2 separate regions of the Mus musculus genome follow, and region 2 is linked to region 1. Evidence: chromatin contacts called from public Hi-C data. All regions are on one chromosome and are shown on one strand. Each heading gives the region's core, a stretch centred on a gene start, on an enhancer-like site or on the middle of the called end of the contact. The rest is flanking DNA. Distances are from core to core; before and after follow the strand shown.

Region 1 (5,620 bases), core at 2,838-5,337:
TGGGGAGCCGTACTGCTCAGAAAGGTGGGGAACATCTTGGAAGTCAGATGGGCACCTTGCTCTTTTTCATTGGTAGCAAGTCTGCCTCCTTCCGGGGTCCTGATGCTCTCTTTTCTGCCTCTTTCTCCCATTCTACTCCCTTCCAGCACTGCCTGAGGGTCTCCAAGACAGCCAGGACAGGCCGCTGCTCATGTGCCTGAGACACGAGGACTTTGACTTAGCTTTTCTTCTCTTGACCAAGGGTGCAGACCCCCGCAGTGTTTCTCTCGTGGAAGGTGACACTCCTTTGCATGCAGCACTACACATCTTTCTGGACATTAACGGTAAGCCTCTTTTTTAAGCAGTCTGTTTCTGCAGGAGGAAGCTGGATATCAGAACTGATTACTTGTTCTCTTATCTGGGAAAAAATCTGAAAACGACCGTTTCCTGAGCAGATCTAGTGACATTGTATATCTGTGAGTGATCAGATTACAGTGGGGGATGGGGAGGGAGTTAAGTAGCTTACCAATACTTTCCATGGATTTTTAGCAGTTTGAACCCTGACTTAGAGGATCTTGCTATAATATCATCAGGTACTTTTAGGAGGTTCCATCGATTGCTGGGCTAGCAATTATTTGTGGACAGGGCTATCTTGTGCATGGCCTCTGCTTATTGGTTGCCAATATACCCTCCTGATTGTCACAACTAAACTGCCTCCACATGGGCATATTTCCCATGGGGCAGATTACCTTGGTTGAGAACATCGTCATTTAATGTGCATCATCACGTCTTTGGAGAAAGAAGGTCAGTGTTGTATGATGCCTCAGATTGTTGTATGAGTCCTGTCCCCTGAGAAGGATGGCTTTGTACTCACAGGATTCTGTTTATGTCTTTCAGCTGACATTGGCTTTAACTTCCTGAGCCACCTGTTGGACTTATTCTTGTCCAACCCTACCGAATTTTACTACCTTAATCCTAACGTCCAAGACAGCAATGGGAACACATTGATGCATCTCCTTTTCCAGAAGGGCATGCTGAAGCGCACGAAGAAGCTCATAGATCTGCTGGTGAAGTTTGACATCAACTTCAACCTGAAGAACAAAGCAGGCAAAGGTGTTAGACACCGGATTAAGAAGAACGATGCTCTGCTTTTGGCTTGGAACAAAGCGCTGACAGAGAGCAGGCGGAAGAACCGCCAAGACCCAGCTGCCCACCTGGGGAGGCTCTCCAGATCTTCTGCCCCTGGCCATACATCTCAGCTCAAGTCCCAGACGTCCTTCAAGTCTTTGCCATGTGGTACTGCTGACACAACCCTTTCTAAGGGGCTCACAGAGAGTCTCCCTGATGTCCAGGTGAGCAGGCAGGAACCTGAAGCCGTCAGGACACGTTCTTTGAGGGACCGCCTTGTACAGGACATCACAGTTCTGATCCAGCAGGTGGAGCTGGGTATGCCTCTCCCCGAGGACTCTCCTCAGCGAGACTCTCCCAAGGTAGCAGCTGGCACAGAAGGAAAGAAAGACAAACTCCAGAGAACTCAGAGGATGGGGAGCTCTGGCTGCAGCGGAAACAACCCTGTTGCCTCCGAGGCTGGGGATGGCGCTCAGGCAGGTCCAGGGGCTTCACAACTTGTTCCAGTTGGTAACAGATTGGGAGTAGCCAGTGATAATCAGGAGAACTGGACCATGCAGGAGATTCAAGCCTGTCTGCAAGACTTTGATAACATGACCTGGGAGATTGAGTGTACTTCAGAAATGCTGAAGAAGCTGTCCAGTAAGGTTATGACCAAAGTTATAAAGAAGAAAATAATCCTTGCCATCCAGCAGTTGGGAAATGGTGAGTGGACCCAGGGCCTGCAGAAGAGGCTGAAACACTCAAAAGGGAATATCCAGCTCTTTGAAGCAAAGCTGGACAAAGGTGCCAGGATGCTGTGGGAGCTTGCCATCGACTTCTCTGCTCGGTGCAGTGAGAACTCTGAGAAAATTATAGGTACGGAGCGGAACACCTACTCCCTGGAAAAATCAGGGCGGGTCTATACAGAAATCATCCGCATCTGGGACATTGTCTTAGATCACTGCAAGCTGTCAGATTCCATCATGGCTATCTGTAGTGCCTACACCCGGGGCCTGTCCTGTGTCCTTCGAAAGAAGCTGAAGGGTATCAACAAAGGACAGGTATCAGCTAACATGAAAATCCAAAAGCGGATACCCCGCTGCTATGTGGAAGACACAGAGGCCGAGAAGAGCTTAGAGCAGGTAGATCCTGAGTACTTTCCTCCAGCCAGTGCTGTGGAGACAGAGTACAGCATCATGAAGTTCCACAGCTTCAGTACCAACATGGCCTTAAACATTCTCAATGATATGACAGCAACGGTGGAGTATCCATTCCGAGTGGGCGAGCTTGAGTACGCCGTGATTGACCTCAACCCTAAGCCCCTAGAGCCCATCATCCTCATTGGACGGAGCGGCACTGGAAAAACAACCTGTTGCTTGTACAGGCTTTGGAAGAAATTCCATGTTTACTGGGAGAAGGCTGAGCAGGCAGGAAGCCCATTGCTGTCCAAACAGATCTTGCCAAAGAGAAGGTTGGAAGTAGAACCAGGAAAAGAGGGTCCAGGTCGAGAGGAAGAAGAACATGAGGAAGAGGAGGGTTCCATCAAAGTGGAAACGGTGGATGGTATAGATGAGGAGCAAGAGAGTGAAGCCTGTGCAGGAGGAGCCACAGTGGAGCCAGCAGGGGACAGCCAAGGAGCAGAGGGATGTGTGCCGGACCACCCACACCAGCTGGAGCATCTACATCAGATCTTTGTGACGAAGAACCATGTCCTGTGCCAGGAGGTGCAAAGAAATTTTATTGAGCTCTCCAAGTCCACCAAGGCCACCAGTCACTATAAACCACTGGATCCCAATGTCCACAAACTCCAGGACCTGAGGGATGAAAACTTCCCTCTGTTTGTGACTTCTAAACAGCTTCTCCTCCTGCTCGATGCCTCTCTGCCAAAACCTTTTTTTCTGAGAAACGAAGATGGAAGCTTAAAAAGAACCATTGTAGGATGGTCCACACAGGAAGAGTTTAGCATCCCCAGCTGGGAAGAGGATGATGAAGAGGTTGAGGCAGATGGGAACTACAATGAGGAGGAGAAAGCTACAGAAACACAAACAGGGGACAGTGATCCCCGGGTGTATGTGACATTTGAGGTGTTCACCAATGAGATATGGCCCAAAATGATCAAAGGGAGAAGTTCCTACAACCCAGCACTGATTTGGAAAGAGATAAAATCATTCCTGAAGGGTTCTTTTGAGGCTCTTAGTTGTCCCCATGGGAGACTGACTGAAGAAGCCTATAAGAAATTAGGGAGGAAACGATCCCCCAATTTTAAGGAAGATCGGAGTGAGATCTACAGCCTCTTCTGCCTGTATCAACAGATCAGGTCCCAGAAAGGGTATTTTGATGAAGAGGACGTCCTGTACAACCTGTCCTGGAGGCTGTCGAAGCTCAGGGTGCTCCCCTGGTCCATCCATGAGCTTTATGGTGATGAGATTCAGGACTTCACCCAAGCAGAGCTGGCACTGCTGATGAAATGCATCAATGACCCCAACGCCATGTTCCTTACTGGAGACACTGCCCAAAGCATAATGAAAGGCGTGGCTTTCCGTTTCAGTGACCTGCTCTCTCTGTTCCACTATGCCAGCAGAAGCACAGTAGACAAGCAATGTGCTGTTCGAAAGCCCAAGAGGATCCATCAGCTGTACCAGAATTACAGATCTCACTCAGGTACCTCGGGCCTTAGGGGAGGGGCTGGAGCATTGGTCTTGAGCTAAGTCTGTATCAGAAGAAAGAGCTAGTGGTTTGAAATTTGTTAGTTGATAATGCTCCCGAGCAAGAGAACTTAGGATTTTTGCCAGCACTCATCTGTAAATAGATCACTGAAGATGTAGTGATAGAAATGAATCTTAAATGACTGTGTATTCATGATGTAATGGACATTTCAGGAGAGCATTTAAAGTGCGATGTAAGCCCTTGCTCACTAACACTCCTTTGTAGTAGCACCAGTCATCTGGCCAGAGATCATTTGCTCTAATGTGATAGAAATTGTTGATGACAAGAAGCATGTTTACAGTAGTAGGGAGTGACAGCAGGCAGGCAGGCAGGAGCCACAGCAGGTGGCACTGTGGACGTGCACAGAAGTCCTGCTGGCATTAAGTGGTAGGACCTTTAACTCTAAAAATGTTACAGCTCTAGTGTAGGCCTGGGAAGTCAATTTTTTTCTTTTTCTTTTTCTTTTTAATTTGAAATTTAAGTAAATTTAAATATAAGTATATCACTTAGCCTTGATTATGCTCCCCAAGTCTCCCATCTGCCCCTTCTCTCAAATTCATGGCCTCTTTTTCTTTAATGATTATTGTTATACACACACACACACACACACACACACACACACACACACACTCTACTCAATCTGTTTAGTGTTTGTCATGGGGTAGCCCCAGCAGTTGACAGGTTCCTGGTGAGGGAGGAGTCAGGCATGGTGATCAAGGGAGTCTTGCAGCTCTGACTGACTAGCAATCAGGCTGCTTCTTTATTTATGGAGATTTTTACAGAACAAAGATAGACTCATGATTCTTCAAAAAGTACAGATTATATCACTTTGTCTCTGGACATGTGCTTGATTATTCATTACATGTTTGGGTTTATGAACAAAGCAAACATATTTATTATATGACAGCCTGCTTTTAGGCTGACAGTATTTGCAGCTTGAAAGTATTCCAGACAAATAGAAAATATTTGGTCTTTTTATGGATAGCAAAAACTGATACCTAATTCCTTTTTCTTATATCCTTTTATCATCCACTCTATTAAGTAGGAAAAGTTATTTTAGTCAATATGTCTTATTTACTGAGTTCTAGTCCTCCAGGGGCAAACTCTGTGTGAGTGCCTATCTTTAAACTACATTTTTAGAAAGCCCTAAGCATATTCTAAAAAGAGGCCTTTGATGTATTACCAATTCTCCTGACCAGTTGGAGTTTGTCAACTATTTCTAAGTTTACTCTGTTTCAATTATACTGTTTGAGTTTGATCAGGGATGGATATCCCAAGATTACTGATGTCGTGTCCTCATAAAGAAATTCCTAGTGTTTTTGCCAGATAAAGTTATTTCCCTAAAGGGAGAAGGAATAGGAAGCTTAGGGCTTTCCTAAGTAGACTCCGATGTAATTTTCTTGGGAAAAGACATAAAATGAACCATAATGCAGAAAGTCCCTAAGAATGGAACAAGAGTGGAACACACAGAGACTAAAACCTAAAAGCGAGAGACAGAATGACAGAGATCACAGCATTTGGCTCAGCGCTGCTGCAACTGTGTCAGACAGCTGTGCTGGCTTCAGGATTTTTGCCATTTCCGGTTGAGATAGCTGTTCCAAATATTGTTTGTGTGTGTATGTTTTCAGGACTGATCAGTAGGTTTTAGATAACCAAATAGTGGGTTTATCCCTGAGAAAGGCTAACTCCCCTCTCTCTGCACTCCAGCAATAGTGTTGGGCTCCACTTCCCCCTTCCGTAGTAGCATGCTTGCTGGTGTTAACACTGTTCAGGGAACAAGGCTGAAAGTCAGGAATGTTTTATCCTTGGCAGCTTTAGGTGGGTT
Region 2 (5,179 bases), core at 1,986-4,485, 71 kb after region 1:
AGACAGACAGACAGACAGAGACAGATTTCAAGTTTCGCTGGGGAGATGAGGATGATGGTAGTGGTTTCGGGGAGGAGACATCTAAGAATATTCTGTCAATCTGATGAGGAGACCAAGTGCCCACTGCAGGCTCATTAAACAAGTGAGCTCTGTCACGGGAGAGTCCCCATTTTCTCACTTTCTGAAGCTCCCATTGGGAGTCTCTCCCCACCTCCATGTAATTCTGGGAACAGAGAGTTTTTTTCTTAGAGGTTCCATGATCTCCACCAAAATCTCTCTTCTAAGTTACCCTTAAACACACAGTGGCATCCCAGTCAGGGTAGTCTTCCAGGAAACATCTCCAAGCCCCTCCTCAACAAAGATAATTAGAATACATATGCTGGGTGGGGGTCTTCTTTCTCTGGAGAAGGCAGATCCTGAGACACGCCACGGTGAGGAGTGTTTCTGGGTAAGGCCTTGCTGCTTTTGAAAGACTTGCAAGTAGAGAGACCCAGTGTTGAATTGAGAACCCTTTTGATCACTCTCTCATACTATTTATTGGGGCAGAGTCTCTTGAACCCAGAACTTAGCTGGACAATATGGCCGGTTATGTAATCTAGCTTCCCCTGAAGATCCCCCAATCTCTGCCTCTGAAACTGGGAGGGTGAGTTGTGATTCCAGCCTGGTACTGAAGTAGGATCTGGAGATCCAAACTCTAGCGCCCAGCCCTGTGTGGCCAGTGTTCTAACCACTGAGTGGCCCCCCTCAACCCCTACTCCAGCCCCCTAAGAGATTTCCTTAGACATCCTTAAACGCCTTTGACTCTTCTGCTTAACTGGAGCTATGAGTGAGCTTACTTCCTGGAGACCAAAGTAGCCCTATGCCTTGGACAGGCTCCATGGCCACTGTTGCACTCCCTTGAGCTATGCCAAATTATCTTTAGTTCAGTGGCTTACTGTGAGCATGGAGTTCCTTCTTAGACCTCTATTTTGCATTTAAATGACTGCCTAGATCTGTATTCAATGTTTGTTTGTTTGTTTGTTTGTTTGTTTTGTGTGTGTGTGAAAAATATTTTACTTTGAAGAACTGGCAAAAATATCATTTCTTAGGTAATAGGACTGTAGCAGCTTAGATATACAAGGAAGCATTCTCTTTTAAAAAGGGAAATATACTATTGGCGTAGCTTTGCACTGTCATGTGGGACCCCAACCTCTATTTTATTGGTCTATAATATTTTGGGCTTGTCTTAAAATTTTAAGGCAACCATTTAATCCAAGAAGGCTCCAGTATTGTGGGACACCATATTAGCTAGCTTTTGCTGCAATAATCTTGAGGGACACAATAGCTCAGAACGTAATTGTTTGTAACTATGGGCATTTATCTCTGTCACTTCTAGGTCTCCAGTCCTATGGAGTAGCTCTAAAATCAGGTCAAATGTTAGCTGTAGGTTGATGCTGAGGCCTGATTCATGTTTCTCCATGTTCTCCTTGGCCAGGAGGAGCAGATCCTAGGGAGTGAGTCCAGGAGGATACACATCCAATAGCACCCCATTGGTCATTTAAGAAAGATGGCCACAATGACAGACATGATGCAGAGAAATACTGTGGTTTGAAGGGACAAAGGGTGTGGTTGTGATTTGGATCTTGGATCTTCCCCAGAAGCCTAGGGGTTGAAGGCCTACTCTCTAGCCTGTGGTGGCAGGCCATTTGGGTATGCCAATTAGTGGGAGGAAGTTAGGTCACTGGCATCACACCCTTGAAGTGATACCGGGGCCCCAGCACTTTCTTGTCTTTGCTTCTTGGCCGTCAAGATCTAATAAATAAATCTCTTCCTTCTTGTGTTCTTGTCATGACATGCTGCACCACCACCAGGGCCAAGCAAGCATGAATTGAAACCTCTGAGACTATGATCCAAACAAATATTTCTTCCATTTAAAGCATGAACTCAGGGAGCTAGGGAGATGGCTTAGTGCTTAAGAGTACTCCCTTGTGTTGGAGAGGACTTGAATTTGGTTCTCAGACCCACAAGAGATGGCTCACAAGTTGGTTGTTATAACTCAGGCTCCAGGGGCTTGGACATCCTCTGCAAAAATCTGTGGGCACCTACACCAATGTGCACCTCCCAACACATACTTGTGCACATAATTTAAAATAATAAAAAATAATTTAAAAAATTGGCTACTGGTTAGCTTATGTGTTTTGTCACAGTAATGAGACTATCTAATACAGGTAGGTGGTCTAAGTCTATTAAAAGATGGAACGAGAAATTACTCCTGTAATCTAACATACTATAGATACCATATTTGAATGCCAGGTGAGGCAGGAGGTGGAACGGGACCACGGAAAGCATCTATGAGCCTCAAAACCATTTTGAGAGTCTCACACAAAGCTTCCCAGTTATATTTCACTGGCCAAGACCTTTTCTTATTGGTTAGTTTTGGCACCAGGGCAGCTGGGAAATGCAGTCTTTATTGAGGGTTGCAATGTCTTCAGCTAAAATTGGTGTTCTGTTAATAAGGTGGGGGGGTTGTGAATATGTGAACAGTTAGTTTTCCCCACAGCATGCAGCAACGTGTGGGATAAATGCACTGTGGTGTGTTGTCTTGAGCTGAGAGCTCAAGACCCCTACTGCCGAGTGTGTTAAGCCAAACTACAGGGAAACGATGGTTATCCACCATCAGGTGTTGCTTGACTTCTGCCACACAAGGCAGGAGACTCAGCATCTGATCCCTAAAGCTCCGTCTATTTGACTCTCTTCCCCTCCTGGGTTGGAACCACTGTGTCCTAACTTTGATTCTGGGTGCAAAAAGAACGTTTTGGTGGCGTACCTACAGTTTGGCCTCTGTGCTGCAGGGAGAGGCAGGGTTGCTGGGGTTCCAGACCTCCTTGACTTGGGAGTCACCCACTGAGAGCACTGTAGAGCCTCAAGTCAAAACCAGTCCCCTAGTCCCTTAGCTGGAACAGCCTTGGCAGAGGGAATAGGGAAGGAAGGAGGGAAGGAAGGAGAGAGAAAGGAGGTAGGAAGGAGATATATGAGAGAGAGAGATATGAGAGAGAGAGATATGAGAGAGAGAGAGAGAGAGAGAGAGAGAGAGAGAGAGAGAGAGAGAGAGAAGAGATCCTGTGGGGTACTGGCTGTCCAGCTAGCTCTCCTGGAGCGCCCTGCTTGCTCAAGTTCACTGCCAACTCCACCGCCCCCGGGTGGCCTAGGGCGAGGCGGGGCGAGGCGGGGAGGGGCGGGGCGGGGCGGCGGCGGCAGCGCGGTTGTCAAGCTCGCGCTGAGGAGACTGTCCTTGCGCCGTGGCTGCCGCCAGCAGCAACCTAAAGGAAGAGGAGACCTGGATCGCTCTGTGCAGCGAGTAGTCCCGGCGCCTTCCTGCGCCCGCTTGGCCGCCGTCGGGCCACGTCCAAGAGCTGCCACCTGCAGCCAGGCCGCCAACCATGCCAGCCGCGCCGGTCCTGCGCCCGCCGCCGCCGCCAGCGACCCCCGCCCCGCCGGCACCCAGTCGCCCTGCGCCTCCCATTCCGGGTAAGTGCCCTCGGTGACTGTCGGGAACCCCACTCTGAGCGATGGGGCAGCAGAGGCAGACCCTACGGGGATGCACTGTGCAGGCATGTGTGCAGGCTTGCGATTTGAGTTCATGTGTGCTCTGCGTGAGTCTGTTGTGTGCATGTGTGTACTTGTGCAACCCCTCTACACAACGGGAAACTTGCTAGGGGGTGACACCAGCTTGAGCGGTTCCCCTCTGGGCAATCAGAACGCCATTCCTGGAAAAACATACTGGGCAGGTGCAGGAGGCTGCAGGAAGAGTCACCACAGAGGGAGCTGTCGTTGATTAATCTTCATGGGGGAGGCACTAGTCACCCAGAGACGTCCCTCATTCCATCCTTTTCTGAAAGAACCTCTGTTTTGAAGCTCTAGAGCTACCTCCTTGTCAAAGGTCATCCAAGAGTTGTGGAGAGGTTTACTGAACCCTGCTTTCCAGAGCGCTGTTTCTAGCCAGAGAGTCACAGAAGAACAAAGGGGGGTTAGAAAGAAACAGTACAGGCAGAGTGTTTGGGAATTAGCAGGCTAGATCAGAGCGGGAGAAATAGAACCATCAATTCATTTCAAATATAGCCCCACGTTTTCACTCCTTTCCACGTCTGGCTCTGGGGGCGAGGTGTGGTGGAGAAAGGATGAGGCAGCTCCCGGGCCGGGCAGAGGCGTCTGGGGACACCTTCCCAGAGTATGTGCCTGCTGGGAGTGGGGCTGAGAAGCTGTGGAGGGAATTAGGTTGTTACTTGCTCCATATAGTGAGTCATTTCTCTGCCTCACTCCTTCTGAGTCCAGACCATTCTCTGTCCTCTACTTGATGGTTGATAGCCGTCCAGTGGGAGCTAGGTCCCACTCTCAACCGCTCTTATAACATATGCTGGCATTAAGGAGACTGTTTTGGGGCCTGCAGAGGGGGGTCTGTTGGCTTTTACAGGGGTGATCTACTGGGGCTAGTGTTGGGCTAAGGATCACAGAGAAGCGAGGTTCCCAGAGCTCTAGGTAGGGACACGTTATTCCTGGGGGGGGGGGGGAGAAAGCAGAGCCCCAGGGAGGAAACAGGGCTGTGGAGTGCTGGTTTGTCTACTCCCAACTTCAGCAAAGCAAGTTCTCTGTGATAGTATTGTTAGCGCGATGCCACGGGAGGAAGGGCAAAGGGAGGCAGCTGTGATTTCTGAGTTATACTTACTGACCAGCTCTCTCTCCACAGTCCTATTGTGGCACATTAGAGCCCCGAGTACTTGGCTCTGAGCTGTAAGTCACCCCCTACCTCCACTGGAGGCTGACCTTTGCGCTGCTCAGCTGTTACATGTTCAGAGCAAGGACTGGCTGTAAGTGCACATCTCTCTGGGGCAGCCCCTGACTGACAACTAATGGGTCTTGAGGAGAACATTAGTTAGCTCACCTCCTAGGCTCCTCACTAGGACACTGAGTGAGGCGTGATGTTCTTTGTTTATCATTAAGTTTCTTTGTCATTACATGGTTAACTCCCAAGGATCTTTGAGGGTCTTGCTTCCCTCACTCGGCTTGCTTTTGGGTCTTAGCTGGCTTCTGCAGTTCTCAACCACTCTTTCCTGTGAACAACAATGAATACACTCACTCCCTGTCATAGGGATTCCTCCTTGGGGTCTGATTCTGAGAAACAACAGCAAAACCAACCAACCAA

What was found. Hi-C and Micro-C count contacts between places; a contact is called where the count stands out from the background.
Region 2: a contact with region 1 is called in a Hi-C map of the N1E-115 cell line, with 2.2 times the contacts expected there. The contact joins the promoter of Dclk3 here to the enhancer-like site in region 1. A contact is called at or near these places in 7 of 39 promoter capture datasets (the 3T3-L1 cell line, the HPC-7 cell line, cranial neural crest and 4 more), 8 of 484 Hi-C or Micro-C datasets (the CH12 cell line, the HL-1 cell line, the N1E-115 cell line and 5 more), 2 of 115 datasets of contacts at active chromatin or transcription factors (embryonic stem cells and forebrain) and 1 of 9 other capture datasets (pancreatic islet).

What each region holds. Positions count from the first base shown.
Region 1 is chr9:111,363,799-111,369,418 of GRCm38.p6, forward strand. It overlaps Trank1 (tetratricopeptide repeat and ankyrin repeat containing 1), which reads left to right. Exons shown (of 22, transcript NM_001164659.1): 10 at 147-323; 11 at 877-3,750. Among named protein-coding and RNA genes, the nearest start is that of Gm51693, 35 kb to the right of the region's middle. Within about 2 kb of position 4,088, at least 2 of the 459 cell types and tissues checked have an H3K27ac peak or open chromatin away from gene starts, as enhancers often do. A contact at or near this core is called in the N1E-115 cell line, where this site is marked.
Region 2 is chr9:111,435,846-111,441,024 of GRCm38.p6, forward strand. It overlaps Dclk3 (doublecortin-like kinase 3), which reads left to right and starts at 3,236. Exons shown (of 5, transcript NM_172928.5): 1 at 3,236-3,507. The coding sequence starts at 3,420.